2 separate regions of the Mus musculus genome follow, and region 1 is linked to region 2. The links are chromatin contacts, called in public promoter capture Hi-C maps. All regions are on one chromosome and are shown on one strand. The core of a region is the stretch at or near the end of the contact, and the rest is flanking DNA. Distances in the headings are between cores, read along the strand shown.

What was found. Promoter capture Hi-C pulls out the DNA fragments that hold promoters and counts their contacts.
Region 1: a promoter capture Hi-C map of hippocampal neurons shows a contact between it and region 2, with 1.8 times the contacts expected there. The contact joins two enhancer-like sites. A contact is called at or near these places in 7 of 39 promoter capture datasets (the 3T3-L1 cell line, embryonic stem cells, hippocampal neurons and 3 more), 1 of 15 datasets of contacts at CTCF or cohesin (large pre-B cells), 8 of 484 Hi-C or Micro-C datasets (the AML12 cell line, the G1E-ER4 cell line, colorectal tumor organoids and 5 more) and 1 of 115 datasets of contacts at active chromatin or transcription factors (astrocytes).

Annotation. Positions count from the first base shown.
Region 1 is chr9:78,005,596-78,008,339 of GRCm38.p6, forward strand. It overlaps a transcript of Gm34829 not described here. Among named protein-coding and RNA genes, the nearest start is that of Gm39375, 5.8 kb to the right of the region's middle. Within about 2 kb of position 1,251, at least 44 of the 459 cell types and tissues checked have an H3K27ac peak or open chromatin away from gene starts, as enhancers often do. A contact at or near this core is called in hippocampal neurons, where this site is marked.
Region 2 is chr9:77,593,886-77,596,585 of GRCm38.p6, forward strand. No RefSeq gene overlaps it. Among named protein-coding and RNA genes, the nearest start is that of Klhl31, 41 kb to the right of the region's middle. Within about 2 kb of position 1,431, at least 21 of the 459 cell types and tissues checked have an H3K27ac peak or open chromatin away from gene starts, as enhancers often do. A contact at or near this core is called in hippocampal neurons, where this site is marked.

The sequences.
Region 1 (2,744 bases), core at 1-2,500, 410 kb after region 2:
ACACCAGCACATGCACACACACATAAGTAACAAAAGCTTAAGAAAAGCTGGACCACTCTAGAGGGACATGTGTGCAGTACCTGCGGGGGCCAGAAGAGGGCATTAGACCCTTTGGAACTACAGTTATGGACGGTTGCAAGCTGCCCCGAAGATGCTGGGGAACTTGAATCTGGGTCCCTGCAAGAGCAGCCAGTGCTCTTAACCACTGAGCTATCTTTGTAGCCCAAGATATTATTTGGTAATAGTTTGTCTTAATGACACCATATCATATGCAAACTGATAGATAGATAGATAGATAGATAGATAGATAGATAGATGATAGATAGATAGATAGATAGATAGATAGATAGATAGATAGATAGTGTATTCATTTCTGGGTTTGAGATAGTCTAATAAACATCATATAGTCCAGTTATTTCTTTAGCTTACTGGTTTTTGTTTATTGTGACCACAAACGCAGTATGAGCATGGCTCTTCGAATTCCCTCCGTCTGCACCCTAAATTTGTCAGCCACCGAGGCCACCGAGTTTCACCTCTCTTACCTACCAGAGTGACTTTCCTCCCTTCAGAACCCAAGACCTTCATATCCTAACCATGCTTTGCATCAGAGTTCTAATTTTGCCAATCAGGAAGTTCATTAGCCTCACTGGGCTTGTTCAAGCTGCCTGTGTTCATATTCATATGTAAACTTGTATCATCTGACTTATAATAAGCCGTGTGTCTGGCAGGCGGCTTGTCCCCACAAACCCTGAAGGTGTCACTGCACAAGGTGCCAGGCTGTGTGAGGCTGACATTCCCTCTGCGCTCCCAGGATGAGCCAGCGCCGCAGTCTACTGAGTCAGGCGCACAGGCTGGAGACGGTCCGCTTGCTTCCCTGTCTCTCCGCTGTCCTCTTTCCATTCTTTGCAACTCAAGGGTTAGGAGGACAGGCAGTTAAGGCAGTTAACCTAGATGAAGCACAACAACCATGTAAGCGAATAGGTCCCAAACTGTTTAAACCACAAACAAGCTTATCACCTGCCCAAGTGACCCTGCCTTTGGAAATCTGTGCTGGTGGAACAGATAGCAGCCACCCACAGCGCAAGCCTCAACACACTGTCCTGGAATACTCCCGACCTTGAGCTGCCCTGGATACCCAAGAGAGCAAACCAACGCTATATTCCTAATGGCGCCTTGCCAATCCCCCAGCAAAGGCCTTGGAACTGAGCCTTAGCTACTGCCACCTCCGCACTTCACCAGGCTCGTGGGCTCCACCTTCTGGCCAGTGTTCCCCTGGCCTGGCCTGGCCTGTTCGTTGACGGTACAGGAGACTCTTAAGGGCAGCAATTTTGCTGAATTCCTCTGCTAGCCCGGGACAGTTTGGAATGGCACAGCCTGGACACAAGATGCTTCCCAGGGCTAGGTGGGTGGTGTCCAGAGACGCCGAGAACCCTCTAGGTAAACAGCATATCCACCCAAGGACGCTGGTCAGCCAAGACGGTGAAGTCCTGGAAGCATGCTCACTTGGGACCTTCCCCTAGCATCTGGTTCTTGCCTCTTGTATCGATCCTCAAATGGTCAATAAAATCACGGTCCCAAATCTATTCTTTTGATTGTTTGCTTGTTTTTGTTTGGTTGTTTGTTTGGGTTTTTTTTGTTGTTGTTGTTTGTTTTTTTGTTTTGTTTTGTTTTGTTTTTTGTTGTGTTTTTGTTTGTTTGTTTGTTTGTTTTTTGAGACAGGGTTTCTCTGTATAGCTCTGGCTGTCCTGGAACTCACTCTGTAGACCAGATCTATTCTTCCTTGGATGTAGATGTCGTGTTCCTTTTTCCTCAACTTAAACTCCAGATTCTCTGTGTGGCCACATCTCTGTGTGGAGCTTTTTGTATGCTCTGCCCCAGCCCTTCATGAAAATCAAGCAGATGAGGCTGGAAAGTTTCAATGGTCAAGTTCTTGAAGAAGTTCTGGGTTCACACATGCATAATAATAATAATAATAATAATAATAATAATAATAATAATAAACATGAATCTTTCTTGTTAAAAATCATTAAACCAAGTCTTTAAACCAGTTTAAGGAATGCTAATATATTGTTTTTCACACTGTGGTTTAAGTGTTTTAGTTCTGAGAGAAAAAGACTATGACTATCCCATAATACTTTACTGCTTGCTCTGGCTCCTTCACCTGGCTAAGCAGTGCTGCCTCTGGTAACTAGGGTGTGTATGCCTGTTGCAGTTTAGCTCTTTGCTTAGGATTTTTGTTTCTCTGCGTGTCTAGGTGCGTTTTGCCTGCGTAGATGACTGGGCACTGTGTGTGCATTGCCTGCGGAGGCCAGAAGAGAGTGTTTCATCTCTTGGAATTGAAGTTACAGACTCTGTAAGCCGCCATGTGGGTGCTGAGAACTGAACCTGGCTCCTCGGCCAGAGCAGCCAGTGATCTTACCCTCAGAGCCATCTCTCCAGCCCTCTTGTTTGGTTGGTTTTGGTTGGTTGGTTGGTTGGTTGGTTGGTTGGTTGGTTGGTTGGTTGATTGGTTGGTTGGTTCAGCTTGGGTTTTTGTTGTTGTTTGGGTTTATTTTATTTTATTTTTTTCTGTCAACCCTCTTTTTACTGTGTGCTTTACATAATCCTAATTTCAATATTTGTGACATCCATTCCCAACACCTGAATTGTTCTTTGAAATTTTGAGCTCGTCCATGCAGTAGGCTGAATAACGTGCCTCACCTCTGTCCTATACCCACAAGATGTAGATACGGTGTCGTCCATGG
Region 2 (2,700 bases), core at 181-2,680:
TATAATCCAAGTCTCTGCAACATTCAAAACACACACACACACACACACACACACACACACACACACACACACACACACACACTAGCATGGCAGAATGTATGAATGTCTGGGAATTTCAGGTCAGTCAGGTATCTACTGAATAGTCTAAAATGACTAAGCACATAAAACAATAAAAATTAGGAAAAACAGAACTGCAGAAAATAGCCCAATACAATGCTGATAAATGAAATACGCATTTGTGGACACTCAACAGGTATATAAGGAAGAACAAAGTGAGTATTAGCTAACTAAAAGATTATTCAGGGACCAAGATGGAAAGGATGCCTGAGAGATGCCCCAGACAGATAATATAAGGGGATGTCGATATTTGAATATAATATGACTAAGCCCTGGCTATCCTGGAACTCACTTTGTAGACCAGGCTGGCCTCGAACTCAGAAATCTGCCTGCCTCTGCCTCCCGAGTGCTGGGATTAAAGGCGTATGCCACCACACCCGACTTGCTTTACAAGTTTTTTAAAAGCTTGACTTAACAGATTCAGAAAGTTAAAAAGTGCTAAATGGTATAAGTAAGATCAAATCTGTTTATCCATGGTGCATGGTGTGTGTGTGTGTGTCTGTGTGTGTGTGTGTCTGTGTGTGTGTGTGTCTGTGTAACACTATCCATTCATCTGTATTTCATCATGGACAAGAAGAGCCCAAGAGAACCCAACCCTACATGAAGCACTAAATAGCAATTACCAGACTGTGGTGGCTTAATAAGATGTCTCCATAGTTTCAAGCTTCTGAATACTTGGTCCCCAGTTTGTGACACTGGAGTAGGTTTAAGAGCTATGAACTTGCTGGAGGAAGTATATCACGGAGGGTGGGTTTTGAGGTTTCAAATGCTATGCATTCTCCCCCCTCCTCTTTCCCTCTCTCCCTGCCTCTCACTCTCCCCACTTTCTGACTGTCTCTGTCTCTCTCCCTTTCCCTGTCTGTCTCTCTTTGTCCCTGTCTCTGTCCCTCTGTCTCAGTCTCTCTGTCACTCTCTGTCTTTCTCTGTCTCTCTATCTCTGCCTCTCTCAGTTAACAAACCCCTTTTGGTTCTTTTCATAGGGCTCTGCAGCTCCACAGCTATACCAGGAAGGGAATTCACAACTCTTTTTAATCTCTGGTTGCCTGGAACAAGGCAGAAACCTGCAGTTCCCAAGCAGACTTCTTTTCCATATTAGCATTGGAGTTAAAGCCTTAACTCCACAAACAGAAGGCACAATGTGGAGCAAGAGGTCTCTCGTCCCGCCTATCCTGCTTCTAGCTCGCCAGGGCTCTTAATGCGTCTATTGTTACCTAGCACTGGAAATAGCGCTTTCTCTCTTAAGCCTCACTGCTATTTGTACTTGTTCTGTGCTTGTTCAAAATGCCTGGCTGGTTGCTTTTATCTGCGGAAACTTGCATAATTCCAGGGGCGGTGCTGTACACATTTATTGGGGGAGAAAAACATGTTCTCTCCCAGCTGTGTGCGAGGCAAACAGAATCCAGTAAACAGGCATACATTTTATCAGGCCAGCTTGGGAATATAGACTGTCATGATCACTTTCCCAAGCTACAGAAACAACAGTGAATCAACTGCTGGGTTAATTAGAACCCAGACTCGCAGCCCATCCTCAGCTCGGAGAATGAGCACTATTTTCCTTTGCCCTAATTGCGTGATAATCTTAAATATCATCATTTTGTAAAAGACCCTGTAACTACAAATTACGCTGCCAACCATATTATTGGGTCTCAAAATGTGACTGCAGTTTGAAGACAGTTGCAACTTGCAAAACAAACACAAAGAAAAATGTCGTCACCAAAGAACAGCACTGTTACCAGGCAATAGGACCACTCTACCTCTCTGTGGATGCGGTGCTCTTTGCTTTCCAGTCCCCTGCCCCCCCCCCATATATTTAAAAAGACATCAGTCGGAGGGTGGGTGGGTGGGTGGATGGGGGCCGGGGAATGGAATATGGAGTGTAAAAAATAAATTTAAAATAAAACTAAAATTAAAAAAAAAAAAAGACATCAGAATGTCTCTTTGTCTTATCAGCAGATTACAGGTGACAGGAGGTAAATTCCAAAAAGCTGCCGGGATGGGTAATCTTTGAGTTTGACAGTCTTTCCTGGCAACAGCATTCCAGTGTGTCGGCAGTATGGAGGAGCCAATCACGAAATAATTGTATAAGATGCAAATGTCACCACCATTCCAATCAGTATCAGTGAAACGCAGACGCTAAAAGAACTTTCTATAAGTAAGCCTGATTAAACTCGGGGACCATAGCAGGCTACTTTGCTGTTAGATCATTACTATAGAATTTTATTTGAGCATTTGCTCCGAGAGACTACAGTGTTGGAAACTACAGAGCCCCATTTTGCCCAGGTGTGCTAGCACCAGGGGTGGGAAATCTAGGACAGGAAAAGAACTCATGTCAAGTAGAATGTGGAACATTATTAGAAAATTTAACCCCATTAGAATGGCAACAAGCCTTTTCTCAAACACACAGCTTCTCATGTGTGTGTGCGTGTGTGAATATATATACCAAACTAAAGGTAAAATGACAGGGTAGGTTGAGAAACTCGCGATAATTCCCAGCTAGTCTTTACAGATGTTCTTCTAGGCTATCGCCACTAGGGGGCAGGGCAGGCTGCTTCAATTTCCTAGGACATTTTCCCCACTAGGGGC